2 separate regions of the Astyanax mexicanus genome follow, and region 1 is linked to region 2. Evidence: chromatin contacts called from public Hi-C data. All regions are on one chromosome and are shown on one strand. The core of a region is the stretch at or near the end of the contact, and the rest is flanking DNA. Distances in the headings are between cores, read along the strand shown. Region 1 holds the start of LOC103031053 (voltage-dependent calcium channel beta subunit-associated regulatory protein). Region 2 overlaps stk11 (serine/threonine kinase 11).

Evidence for each region. Hi-C and Micro-C count contacts between places; a contact is called where the count stands out from the background.
Region 1: a contact with region 2 is called in a Hi-C map of muscle, with 14 times the contacts expected there. The contact joins the promoter of LOC103031053 here to the enhancer-like site in region 2. A contact is called at or near these places in 2 of 3 Hi-C or Micro-C datasets (both in muscle).

The regions. Positions count from the first base shown.
Region 1 is chr4:47,750,704-47,756,939 of AstMex3_surface, reverse strand. It overlaps LOC103031053 (voltage-dependent calcium channel beta subunit-associated regulatory protein), which reads left to right and starts at 2,826. Exons shown (of 10, transcript XM_022678921.2): 1 at 2,826-2,919.
Region 2 is chr4:47,674,474-47,681,051 of AstMex3_surface, reverse strand. stk11 (serine/threonine kinase 11) reads right to left here. Exons shown (of 11, transcript XM_022678922.2): 4 at 4,021-4,110; 5 at 3,741-3,873; 6 at 1,685-1,821; 7 at 53-180. Among protein-coding and RNA genes, the nearest start is that of stk11, 20 kb to the right of the region's middle. Within about 2 kb of position 1,796, the one cell type or tissue checked has an H3K27ac peak away from gene starts, as active enhancers do.

The sequences.
Region 1 (6,236 bases), core at 1,577-4,076, 75 kb before region 2:
TGACTGATAAATGGTAAAGTGAGTATCTCAATGAGTGTCTATCTACCAGTCTTTAAACAGAGCAACACTGACCCCTACCGACCAGACTCACACTGTACTACAGCACTGCAGCAGCGCCCCTTTACACAGTGCTGCTGTATAACACTTACATAACAATTCACTTCATACACTCTCACCCGTATATAAATACTGTAAAACAGACCTACACTCCCTTATTCCTCATACAGTTACAAAATAATACTCCTGTACTCATATCAGATTGATACTGCAGTAGTTTTATAAACACATCATATTTGGTTTAAATGTTTTTAGTCCCATCTTTTGTAAGAACACTAATCGGCCATGCGGTGGCGCCCTGCAGCCCCCAGAGAAAGAGAGAGAGAGAGAGAAAGAGAGAGAGACAGGGGGTCTGGGTGATCTCTCCTCCTCTTACGTAATGACTCCCCAGATCCTGCAGGACTGAAGGACAGGGAGGAGAGCTGCTACATCTGTATTCATCTCCAGTACCCATGTTATCTATTCTATTCTCCACTGCTCTCTCTCTCTCTCTCTCTCGCTCTCTCTGTGTGTGTGTGTGTGTGTTTGTTGTCAGGTTCAGGTTGCTTGCGTACTGAGTGACGCAGTGTGTGAATAATGGGAGACTGGAGTGACTGGAGGATTTCTCACTGTCACTCCAAACATCACACACCCCTGCTATTATCACACACACACACACTATTCTATAACTACTACTAATAACAATAATTTTAATAATAATAACAACAATAATTTAGATGTGATTATAATAATTCTGATTAAAATTATTTTTAAATTATTAACTTACAATTTTTATAAATGTACTACAGCTACTCATTCTATGACTAATAATAATAACACACTATGAAGACATCTACAACTACTATTATTAACACTAATAATACGCTAATAATTCTTCTTCAATTATTACTGTTACTAGTTCTGATAATATATAATATTACTAATGCTACTATTCTAGTAGTAGTATTATGACTACTACTTCTACTAAAACTACTATACTATTCTGCTGCTGTTACTAATAAAAACTTACTGATACCTTTACTATTATTCTTCAAATCATTATATATCCTATAATCAGTATCATCCTAATACTAATATAATGACTGATGAGACTGATAGTATGGTTAATAACAACAAGAAGAAAGAAAACATATAATTTTTATTATATTTATATTTTTATTATATGTATTATGATGATATGTGTCTGTGTGGACAAATGTATGACTCACCAGGCAAGACAAACAACTGCTTGGGGCCAGTGGGGGCCCCCAAAGGCTGACAATGTGCAAAATTTCCAATGACAGTAGGAAAACCTGACCTTCAAACAGGGTCCCGCCTGACTCCACTCACTCCCTTTACAGAAGATGTGTGTAAAAAGAGAGGGAGATGGAAACTAATGTGACCTTTTGACTGTCCTTCTTGTTTGAGGAAAAAGTGATTGAGTGCCTGTGAGGATTGAGGGCCCTCAAGATCAAGAAATTTTGATAACGTCTCTTAATGACTGCCCATATATGGGTGCCCTGTTGCCCATCCAGTAGAAGTAAAAAAGATTACACTTTAAACAGCCTAAGTTCATGACTGTTCTGTTTTATTATGTAAAACAACATATTTTAATTATGTTTTTTAAATATAATAGTAATGTAGTTTTTTTGTTGTCAGAACAACATATTTTTAACATAATAGTGATTAAAGAAAGTTGAAGAGACCCCTGTCAATTTGTGCCTGGGCCCTAACAAGACTTACCACTGCTGATGGAATGCGTCATTTTATATGTACATATTGTCGCTGTCCAATGAAAAAGAAGAATCTCCAAAACAGCAACTTTACGTCCACCAAGAAATTTTGACACAGTGTAAGAGATAGTCTGTCTGTTCAAATTATTTAGTAAATAAAAAATTGACATATGTGTTTTTCATTAAACAGCGACAATATACAGTAGCAGTCAAAAGTTTGGACACACCTTCTTATTCACTGTCTTTTTCTTTATTTAACTTATTTTCTAAACTGTATATTAATATTAAATACATAAAACATTTAAGGGATACATATGGAATAATGTAGTAAACAGTAAAAATAGTCCCCTGATCTAAACCTGATCAACCTAATCAACTGTGATTTGATGTGATTAAGGATGAGCTAGAGCTTTACAGTGTGAAGAAAAAGCAGCAACTATTGTTCAGCACCTCCAGGAACTCCTTCAAGACTCTGAGAAAACTATTCCAGGTGACTAAAGACACTGAGATTAAAATACCAAGAGTGTGCAGATCTGTGCAGATTAAAGATAAATGTGCTACTTAGAAGAATCTATATAATAATCTATATAAGTATAAATTTACAATGTAAAAATCTGAAAGAGAAAGAAAAGACATTTAATGATATTTGTGTCCAAACATCAAACATATTAAAAAGCTGGTATAAAATAATGTATATTGAAGGTAATTCTCCATGTAGGGCTGCAGTGTGTTTACACTATTGTAGCCCATCTTTTCTCAGGTAGTGATAAAGTGCTGTAATTTAACAGGGCAGTGTTAGGGGTGTGTGTGTGTGTGGAGTCGCTGCAGGTTTGAGATGCTCTATATTTAGTAGAGCTGAATCCAGCCCGTTCATCTTTTCCTCCTCCAGCAGCAGCAGAGCTGAATGAGCGAGCGGCGCTGCACGACGCCGTCACGTGACCGGCTCCGGATGACGCACATGGCGAGGAATCCCGCTCGCCCCGCCTCTCTCCGCGTCACGTGACCCTCGCGCTCGGCCCGCCCCCCGGCGGTGGGTGTGTCCTCGGCGAGCCGAGTTTCATTCATAACTCCGTTTGTCCGTTTTTTCGGGGCTGGGAATGAAACGGCGCGGCGGCGCGAGCGCGGGACCGAGCGCGTGAAGCGGAACCGGGTGAGTGACACTCCCCTTTATTATGACTTTTTTTTACATTATTACTCCCGCTTTTTTAAATTAATTATAATTTTTTTATTAATTATTTAATTCACATTTTATTTATCTCAATGGGGTCTTATTTTTTATTAATATACATATTTATATATTTGAGAACAATATATTATTCATTTTTACTTTATGTAATATAAAATAATTGTTTATTTATTTGTGGGGGGTTCTTTTTTGCGTTTATTTTTTATTATTATTTTTTTATTTTATTTTTGAGATATTTTCTGATAAAATATTTGAGAAAAATAATTAATTTAATGTAATATATATTTATTTATTTTTATTTATTTTTTTTTTTACCTCACAGTAAAACGAGCGTCATCCTACCTTTTTATTTATTTTTTTAATTAATATATTTTTACTGTCTCATTTTCTGATGTTTATAAATAAAAATATATATTTAATAATTTATTATATTTATCTCTTTTTTTTGCTGTTAACCCTCTTTATAAATAAACCCCATATTTTATAATTTCTCGTTTCTCCCCACAGTAATCTAAGCTAGGTTATGTTTGCTGTAGCAGCAGCAGCAGCATGTTCATAGCAGATAGGGTTAGTTAGTTAGCTCGTGCACGGATTTGGTATTTATTTTTAGCTAATAAAAGCCAAAAAGCTGCACTGAGAGAATAAAGCCCACCCGTGTCGCTGTACACAAAAAAACCGCTAAACACACCCATATAGCCACCTTTCATCACCATACAAAACATGTAACCTAGCTAACAACGCTAACGCAGCTCAGTAAAGGGGGCCATGCTGATGCTGGTGGTCGTGCAGGGCGGCGGGATGATCCAGACTGCCATGGCGGTGTGCATGCATGCCTGTGTGTGTGTGTGTGTGTGTGTGTGTGTGTGTGTGTGTGTGTGTGTGTGTGTGTGTGTGTGTGTCGTCGTGCATCACCCTCGTTGCAAAACCCTCGCTTCTCCCGCGGACCATGAAAGCTCGAGCCCAAATGCAGCCACCAGAATTCTAATGCACGCGCACACACACATGGCGAAGTGTGTGTGGTGACATTTCGCTGCGTTTCTTTCGAGCACAAATGCTGCAGGGTTGCCAGATGTTGCTGGAGAGTTCCAGCTGGCTGCGAGTCGACTGAAGCAGGAGAGCAGTGCGAGAAGGTGATTAGAAGAAAGAGGAGAACAAAAGGAGCTGTGTGTGTGTGTGTGTGGACATCAGGTAATAGGGGGCAATTTAGTTCTTATTTAGTCCAGGCAAAAGGAAATGCTATAAAGGCTATAAATAGGCTCATTAATTATTATTATAAGCGTTTAAAGGGGAATTCCGGTGTAAAATGGACTTGGGTTGCAGTGAAACATGATAAGGAGTACAAACTTTTTGTTGAATAGCCCACCTCCGTTCACCCCCAGCATCCCCAAATACAGCCTTTTAGCTGTGATGCTCCCAACAGGCTTACAATGCTTGTGATAGGGGCATATAGTTGCCCATGTAAAAAAAATCACCATTTTCACACCATTAACACACCATAGCTCCACACTCCATTGGTAGAATTCAGAGGGCCCTGACATTTAAATCGAGACACTGAGAACTAAATGCCATAAACAATAGGGATGAGGGAAGTTTTCAATTCTTAGATGCATCTTGATTTGGATGCGGACAATTTTCTAGACTATATCAGCTATAACTGTAAGTTATAAGTGTGGAAGTGTAGTGGACACATAACAGACGCAAGATGAGCTACTGCTAAACCGTGATCAATCAAATGATAGGTTATGATAGGTTATATAGACAGCTAATGATTATTTGGTAGTTGACTATCTGCTGATTATTGTTTTAATACGTTGATTAAAACAGCAGAAAGTAGTCTGTTGTTTTTGGGAACTTTTAGAGATACAGACCGAGTTTAATGATGGACAATTTTTCATCATTGCAATCTGGAGTCAAAAATTTTAATATTCAACATGGCTGATTATATTGTCTAATCTTTGCAGTCCTAGTTTCTATGAAACTTCCACAATACAAATGAAGTCAAAACTGACACAAAGTTGAAACGTATGGAAGTGGATGTCACAAAAAACGAATTGGAAAAGAGTTATGTATTAAACAAAGTAAAAAAAAAGTAGAAAAAAAAAACAAAATACATTTTTATGTTTAATGTAAGATGGTCAGTAAATATACTAACTAATTTTACTCCATTTCCATTTAATATAAAAATCAATACAATTATTACACAGTAAAAATAAACTATAGAGTGTGTTTTAAAGCAGCTTTAAAGGAATACTCACACATTTTTCAACCCTATTTCTTTCTGCTCCATCTGTAGCATACTATCAATCATCATCAATCTTACAAATCAGCAGGAAAACCATTGACTGCAAAACACTCATATAATAGGGAAGCTGAAGGTGCTGAAACAGGCTTATATATAGAGAAGATGCCAGTGAGACAATGTTTCATCACCTGCCCATTGGCTCCTATTATACGCTTATTTTAAGTCAACAAATATCCCCAAATACAGAGAAACCCACCCAGAGCTTTTTTTCTGTGCTAACACTGACTGACCCTACAATACAGATGCACCAGAAAGAGACTGAGTTGAAATAACATTGATGTATTCTTTCAAAGCAGCAATCAATTTTTTTTTTCGAATGACAGGTTTTGCCTACTACCAGCATACTATCGGTTTGAATGGGAAATAGGCATTTGGTTTCACAATGCACAAAAAACATGATTTTACAGTTTGGGATGGCTACTGCGCTTGCACAGATCTCCACCCATTAGTAAACTGCTTCACTCGCAGCATAAGCAGCAAGCAGATTAGCTCTTTTTTGTTAATGCTGGATCAGACTACACTAATTTACCCCGAGTTTGACCCGATTTTGACGGAGCCGACAGATTGCCTGCGTTGGATCCGAATTTCAGTATTGTGAGCGAAAAAGGTCCATGTAGTGTGACACAGTCAAAGAGCAGTAATTTGACGTGAGCGACGCCACCAGAGTGTCAGACGAAAAGACTAGAATGTTCGAATTTTTGGTATTTTATCGCCCAGTTTGACACGATCCACGACGTGCTTCCTAAAGCCGACCAATAGAAAGACAGAGTGTTCTGTGGCGCACAGATGTGAACACGGTAAAAAGAAAGTAGGACGGTGCTCCAGCAGTTTGCTGAACCAGAGAAACAGAAGAAAAGTTTGTTGAGCTGTCTTCATTCTGTTTATTATTTATTTACATGCACTGAAACCTAGCTAAAGTAACATTAGCTACATCTTTACCATACCTCAACTTCTCTCTGGAGTACTCTCTTGACTCTTT
Region 2 (6,578 bases), core at 547-3,046:
ACACTAGAATCATTAATAATGTATCTGGAACTGATAAGAACAGCCTGCATACCTTTCAACAGGTCTGTCAGCAGCGGGCCGCACTCCTCCGGAATAGTGTAATCTCCCTTGCCAATGTTTTCAAATAGCTTATAGATGGTATCCCCCTCGAACGGGTACAGGCTCGTCGTAATGTTGTATCTGCAGAGAGAGACAGAGAGACGGTTTACTGCTACAGATCAATACAAAGAGGGCTTTGTACCATTTGTGTGCTTTTAATTTGCTTTTATTCTCCCTATAAGCTTCTGATTTAATCTGATTAACACAATAAGACCATTAATAATTTCTATGATTTACTAAAAAAACAAAAAAAAACAAACACAAAAACAGTTAATCAGCAGTGGCATTAGTCACAGTTTCCTGTGCTGCAGTGTTTGGCTGCATTAGTCAAGGGTCGTCTGCAGGTCACTGTCCTTGTTCTGTGATTTTATCTGTTCTCAGAGAGCATGATGAAAACTAAACTGCTCAAAATGCAGAGACTGACCTAAGATCAGTTCTAAGGCTAATTTATACTCCCTTTATGTATAATAAAGATCACATCTGTTTCATGTGTTGTAACCATCACTGTCCACATAATTGTATGAATCCTATACATTGGTATGCATGATAAACAATATATAGACCGGAGGGAAGTATAGAGTCAAAAGTTCTTGCTAATAAAAAATATGGAAACAGTAAGTAGAGAACATTGCGAAATTGTGTTTTGCTCAATCGTTTTTCAGGAGGGACTTGGGTTCAAGTCCCTTTCTGAGTAAATTGGATACTTTAAACTGTTATATTAAACCTTGAAATATCTTGTCATATCACCCACCCATAATTATCACATCAAGGTACTACTTATTTGCTGTTTTTAGCAAAAGAAAAATTCACGCTGTTCTTTTTTCCCATTATATCTCTACTAGGGACAGATTATGTCTGTCCAATATAATTTATTTTACTTTAAACCTGGATATATGGAGATATTTGATTTATCAGTATTATGACACTCTGCAACATTGACTTCTGTTACAAATCTGATAAAATTATTGTATTATTGCCATATATTGTATGCAGTAATAAAATGTCATTTTATTTTATTTTTTTTGCAGTAGAGTACTATTAAAATAATTGTTTTAATTTAATGTTTTGTCATATTACCAAGAGTATCGCTATTGCGAAAATACCATGAAATATCGCAATATTATTTTAGGGCCATATCGACCACCACTACTGTGTACACAGATATGGATTGGTACTCCGTGCTGCATCAACTCCTCAGTTCTCCAGGTGGACGTTTGTTTCTGGTTGAGAGTATGCTGTGTGTAATTGGCTGCCACTTCTCACCAGTTATTGTTAGATGAGTTAGTGTTGCATACTTGGGTTTTAGGAAAGACACTATATAAGTATAACTGCATTCATTTATTAAAACTACATTTATTGTTTAACCTTATTAACAAGGATATTTCAATAATAAAGATTTTAAATGTTTAAAAGCTTTGGACTGTTATTTTTCCATTAAATACATTTTTATTGTTTAATCTATTATAAAATTCATATTATTAATCATTAGATTACTATTATAATTATACTATTATAATCTACAGTAAAGCTACATCTAGACCCACAACCAGAGTCTCTGCTCTCTTTGTATTAGTGTGGCACTCACAGTGTGACCCCGGCGGACCAGATGTCCACTTTAAACCCTGAAAAGGTGTCCAGGCCGTTGGCGATCTCTGGTGGCTGGAACGCCGGCGAGCCCTGACTCGTCCAGCACGTGTCGTCCTCCGCAAACGGGTGAAGAGCCTGGAGCACAGAGCAGGTAAAGAGGTAAATACATCACATAAAAATACAAAAAAACACTCTGCAAACTTTAAATGGACTTCAAAGGGTGAGGAAAGGGAAGTGTCTGGACTTTGTGACGCATTTGCAGAAGGCTTACAGCGGGAAGATGGAAATGACTCACACAAGTGGTCAAATAAGGACTCTTTCTCTGGAGGACTTTTGGCAGTGTGGCCACCAATTAGCAGCAAATTAACCCTCTGCGGATCACACGTCTTTGCTCAAATGTCAGCCATTAAGCTGCTTTGTCCTTAACTATGATTATTTGCTCCCATGACTAAAAGGTCACTGAGCGGTTGGTACACGTGTATATTATGTGTGTTTAAGAGCTGAAAAAGCTGATCTAGGGTCATCACACATTGTTAAATATTAGTGGTCACATTTTAGTGCATCTTTTCATAAACACTGAACCAAAAGACTTTAGGATACAGTATATGATTAGGTTTGTACCATTTGGCAGTTAATGTAAAATTTTATATTTAAGAAATATTATGAACTATGTACACTGTGACAATTATCAGCCATAACATTATAACTAACATTGTGTCTGCCTAACACACCTGTGCTCTTGTGTTTCCTCTGACAACCCTGGCTAGCACTGCTGGAGCAGCATTAGCGTTAGCTGCTAACTGCACTAAGCAATAAAAATGTATCCACCCCCTACGACAGAAGCCAATATAATGAGTTAATAATTTAATATTATTCAGTTTATCAGTCAGAGGTGTTAAATGTTATGGCTGTTATGTGAATATTAGATAGAGAAAGTACACTGTACACACTGTACACTGTACCACAAACAAGGCCTCAGAGAGAGAATATTCTGAACCCTAAGAGTAAAATATAAATTTTCTTGATTAAGATTATTTTACAATTATAATTGTTAACAAAAAACAAACAAAAAACAAAAGTTACAAAAAATATAAATATAAAATATAATATAAAAATTTTACTATTAAAGAAAAAAAAAATCTGTTGCTCTCATCCAAGTCTATTGTTAGTATCATATTAAACCTTCTATTTCTAAATTTGCAACATTATAGAAAAAGGAAGAGACCTCAACGTAAAAAAGATCCACTTATTATACAACGAAAAACAACTGCCACCAGATTAAAAATAAATAAATAAATAAATAAAAGCTTAAGATAACAAAAATAGAGATTTTCTTTTGGCATTTCTTCTTTTAAACATTATTGAGAAATTGGTAATTAAAATAATGGGCTTAATCAAAGCCAGATTGTTAGATTTAACTAGGGATGGCCCCAATCTGAATATGTAATCAGAAATGGGGGACAATCATGTATTTTTTCAAAGAATCAGAATCTGGTGGAAAAGATCTGGATCACTGATTTATTAAAAATATAACTATACATGTTACTTTACAAGTTCACTATAGACTCTGCTGCACGCATGCATTGAGAATGCCCGTGCATCGTTCACACTTGCAGCGACATGTCCCTCATCTCATTAATTGTGAGTGTGCTTGTGGCTGCTTGTGTTGTTGTACTATTCATCAGCACTGATTTATGGCTGATTACATTATTATTACCTTCTTCCTTTCAAAAACAACAGAAAAAATAAAATATTGACTTAATTTATTTAAGTAAAGATGCATATCTAAATGAAAATCATTTATACTGTTATTTAGTAGTTGTTTATTTTGAGATAAAAATGGTCATTTCTGATAGCATTGTTTCAATAATAATAATAAAAAAAACAACTTGGACATGTTTTTCTTCTTTTTTTCTTTAACTTTTAAGTATAGGATCCGGACTCAAAATCAAATGACTCTGAGCCAAAAACTTTAAATTAATACATCCCTATATTTAACCATAGAAAAATAATTAATATGCAACCCTAGTTACATATAAACGTGAGGATCTCACCTCTGCTACGCCCAGGTCTGAGATCTTTAAAGCCCCATCTGTGGTCAGCAGCAAATTCCCTGGTTTAATGTCTTTGTGAACGATTCCCTGGCTGTGCAAATATTCAAGGCCGTCCAAGAGCTGGCAAAAGTACCTGAGACACAACAAACACAGAGAAACACACTGAATAAAACTGGCAAGCTCAGATCTGTACATAAATTTAAACCAATTTCAACTAAACATTTCTGGAATGTTCATACTGTAGTCTGTCTGAAGTTAAATTTAAGAAAGGGCGGCTTACCCGTGAGCTTGAAATACTGGAAACCTTTTCTCTGGAACACTGTCCAACATTTCCTGCATGCCACAAACGCAGTACTCCATTACCATATACGTGCCGGTAGGGTCAAGGAAGAACCAGAGTCATTGTGGTGTAGATCAGAATTAAAGCAGAGAAAACAAAAAAACCTGTAGTTAAACAAGCATCACTTTAAAGAACAGAAGCCTGAGTAACTGAGTGACTGCAGTCCACACTCAACACTTAACACTGTGAATAAGGAGGAGTGACAGGGTCACGCAGGTCAGCTGTATTAGGGAGCCATGGCCAGTGCACAGAGACAGCTTTACTCATTATTCGCCTGTTAGGGATACACTGTGACTGTGACTATGTGCTATGGGTAGTTTAGCATAAGCAGCCAAGTCATGTTGACAGTTCTATTTTTGGGAAAAAAATGTGGTGAGAGATGTGTGATAATGCTGATAAGTCACATATGAACTTTAGAAGAGAGAAAGAATTAGAATTTGGAGTCTGGAGACTGAATTTGGAGAAATTAGAATTTTGGAGACACAGACCAAGTTTCTTTTGTCCCCAGCACTTTGTGTAATGCGGTACTGTTACAAATTAACGATTAGTCGACAATGAAATTCGTAGTCGACAAATTTAAATAATCGACATAGTCGATTATATCAACTAATCGTTGCAGCCTTATTCATCAGTAGTGGAAGATCTTTATATAAAAAATAAATAAATAAATAAAACGGCAATTAAATACTAAGTTATATAATTACAGTACCGGCACAACTTCAGACATACTTTCTAAAAAAAAACCCAATGTTTTTCATTATTTCTTTATTTCATTCATTTCCTACATTGTAGATTAATATTAAATGCTTAAAAGACATGAAATGAATATTAAAAGGCATGAAACCAATTAGGGACGCATATGAAATTATGTGGTAAACAGTAAAAAAATAAAATAAATAAATAAATAAATTAAATAAAATAAAATAAAAAAGTTGTTTGTCCACCACAATCCCCTGATCTAAACCTGATGAACTGAGATGGTGATTTGAGGTGATCTAATTGGGATGAGCTGGAGCTTACAGCATGAAGGAAAAGCAGCAACTATTGTTCAGCACCTCCAGAAACTCCTTCCTTCAAGATGCTGAGAAAACTATTCCAGGTGACTCTCCCTCATGAAGACTCTTAGATTAAAATAACAAGAGTGTGCAGATTTGTCCTCAAAGATAAATGTGCTACTTAGAAAAATCTAAAGTATAAAACATATTCTGGCTTAACACTTTTAGTTTACAAAATATTTCCTGTATAGCTTTAAATGTCTTCAATATTACTGCATATAAAATGCAAAAAAACCCTAACAAAAAACACATAAAATAAAGAGGTGTGTCTAAGCTTTTGACTGGCTATGTATGGTGATTTAGACCAGTGCTTTAACCAATTGAACAGGACTAAACACATGGTATAACTTTAATATTCAACGATACATGGTATTATTATTATTATTATTATTATTATTATTATTATTATTATTATTATACCGCCCAACTCTAATCAGAATATCAGAAGAAATTTGCATATGACGTACAAAAGCTTGAGCTATTCTAATGTCTGGAACGACAGCTTAAAGACACAGTAAAGCCATGCTGTTTATAACAGAAACAAAGAGAGCTTGGGAAAATGGTCAAGGAAAAAATAATCACGTCCAGTTTTGCTACATAAACCTAGATAAAAAAAAAGTTCTAAATGGTCGTCTGGGGAAACAATTAACAAATACGAGGAAAACAACTGATCTGAAGTTAAAAACCTCTTTAACTAAAACATTAACAAAAAAATGTATTTATTATTTTTTTTTTTAGATTTTAATTAAGCGCTTGCATGTACGTAGTCTACAGTTCTAATTAAAGCTTGCCTGAGGCGAGCTCTTACTGCTTCATTGTGCACAACATGTTCTAATCTCGCCTGAGACTTCAAGTCCTACCGACTTTTCACTCCGCTGCTACAACACACACTCAAACCATTTAAAGAAACTGACTGCAGAAGAAAGAGCTGTCATAATACTGAGAGACCTGAATTAGTCAGTCAGTCGCCTTCCTTAAACCATTCTACAGTGTGCGCCTTTCTTCAGCATGCCGAGCGCTCACTCTGTATCTCAGTAAAAACAGCTGAACAAATACTTAACCAGCTCTCTTTTAGATTAGGCCTCTCTAAACTCATTTATACAGTTTGTTTTAATGACTTCTTTTGACACGATCTGTTTGTATTAGGGACTTTTATTTTGATGGGTGGTCTGTTTATATTGGTGACTTAATTTGAAATAATAATTATTATTATTATTATTATTTTATTTTTCTTTATTTTTTATAAAGCGCTTTATCAAGGACCCAAATACGCTTACAATACAAAGTACATAGAACACACACTTAAAACAGTCAACAAGACTGTGAAAGAGTTTGTTTGTATTAGTGGCTTTTATTATGAAACAGCCTAAGCAGCTGTATTAGTGGACTCATTTTGAATGTATTTTTTGTGAAAGTGGCTTTTATTTTGAAAAAGTCATTTGT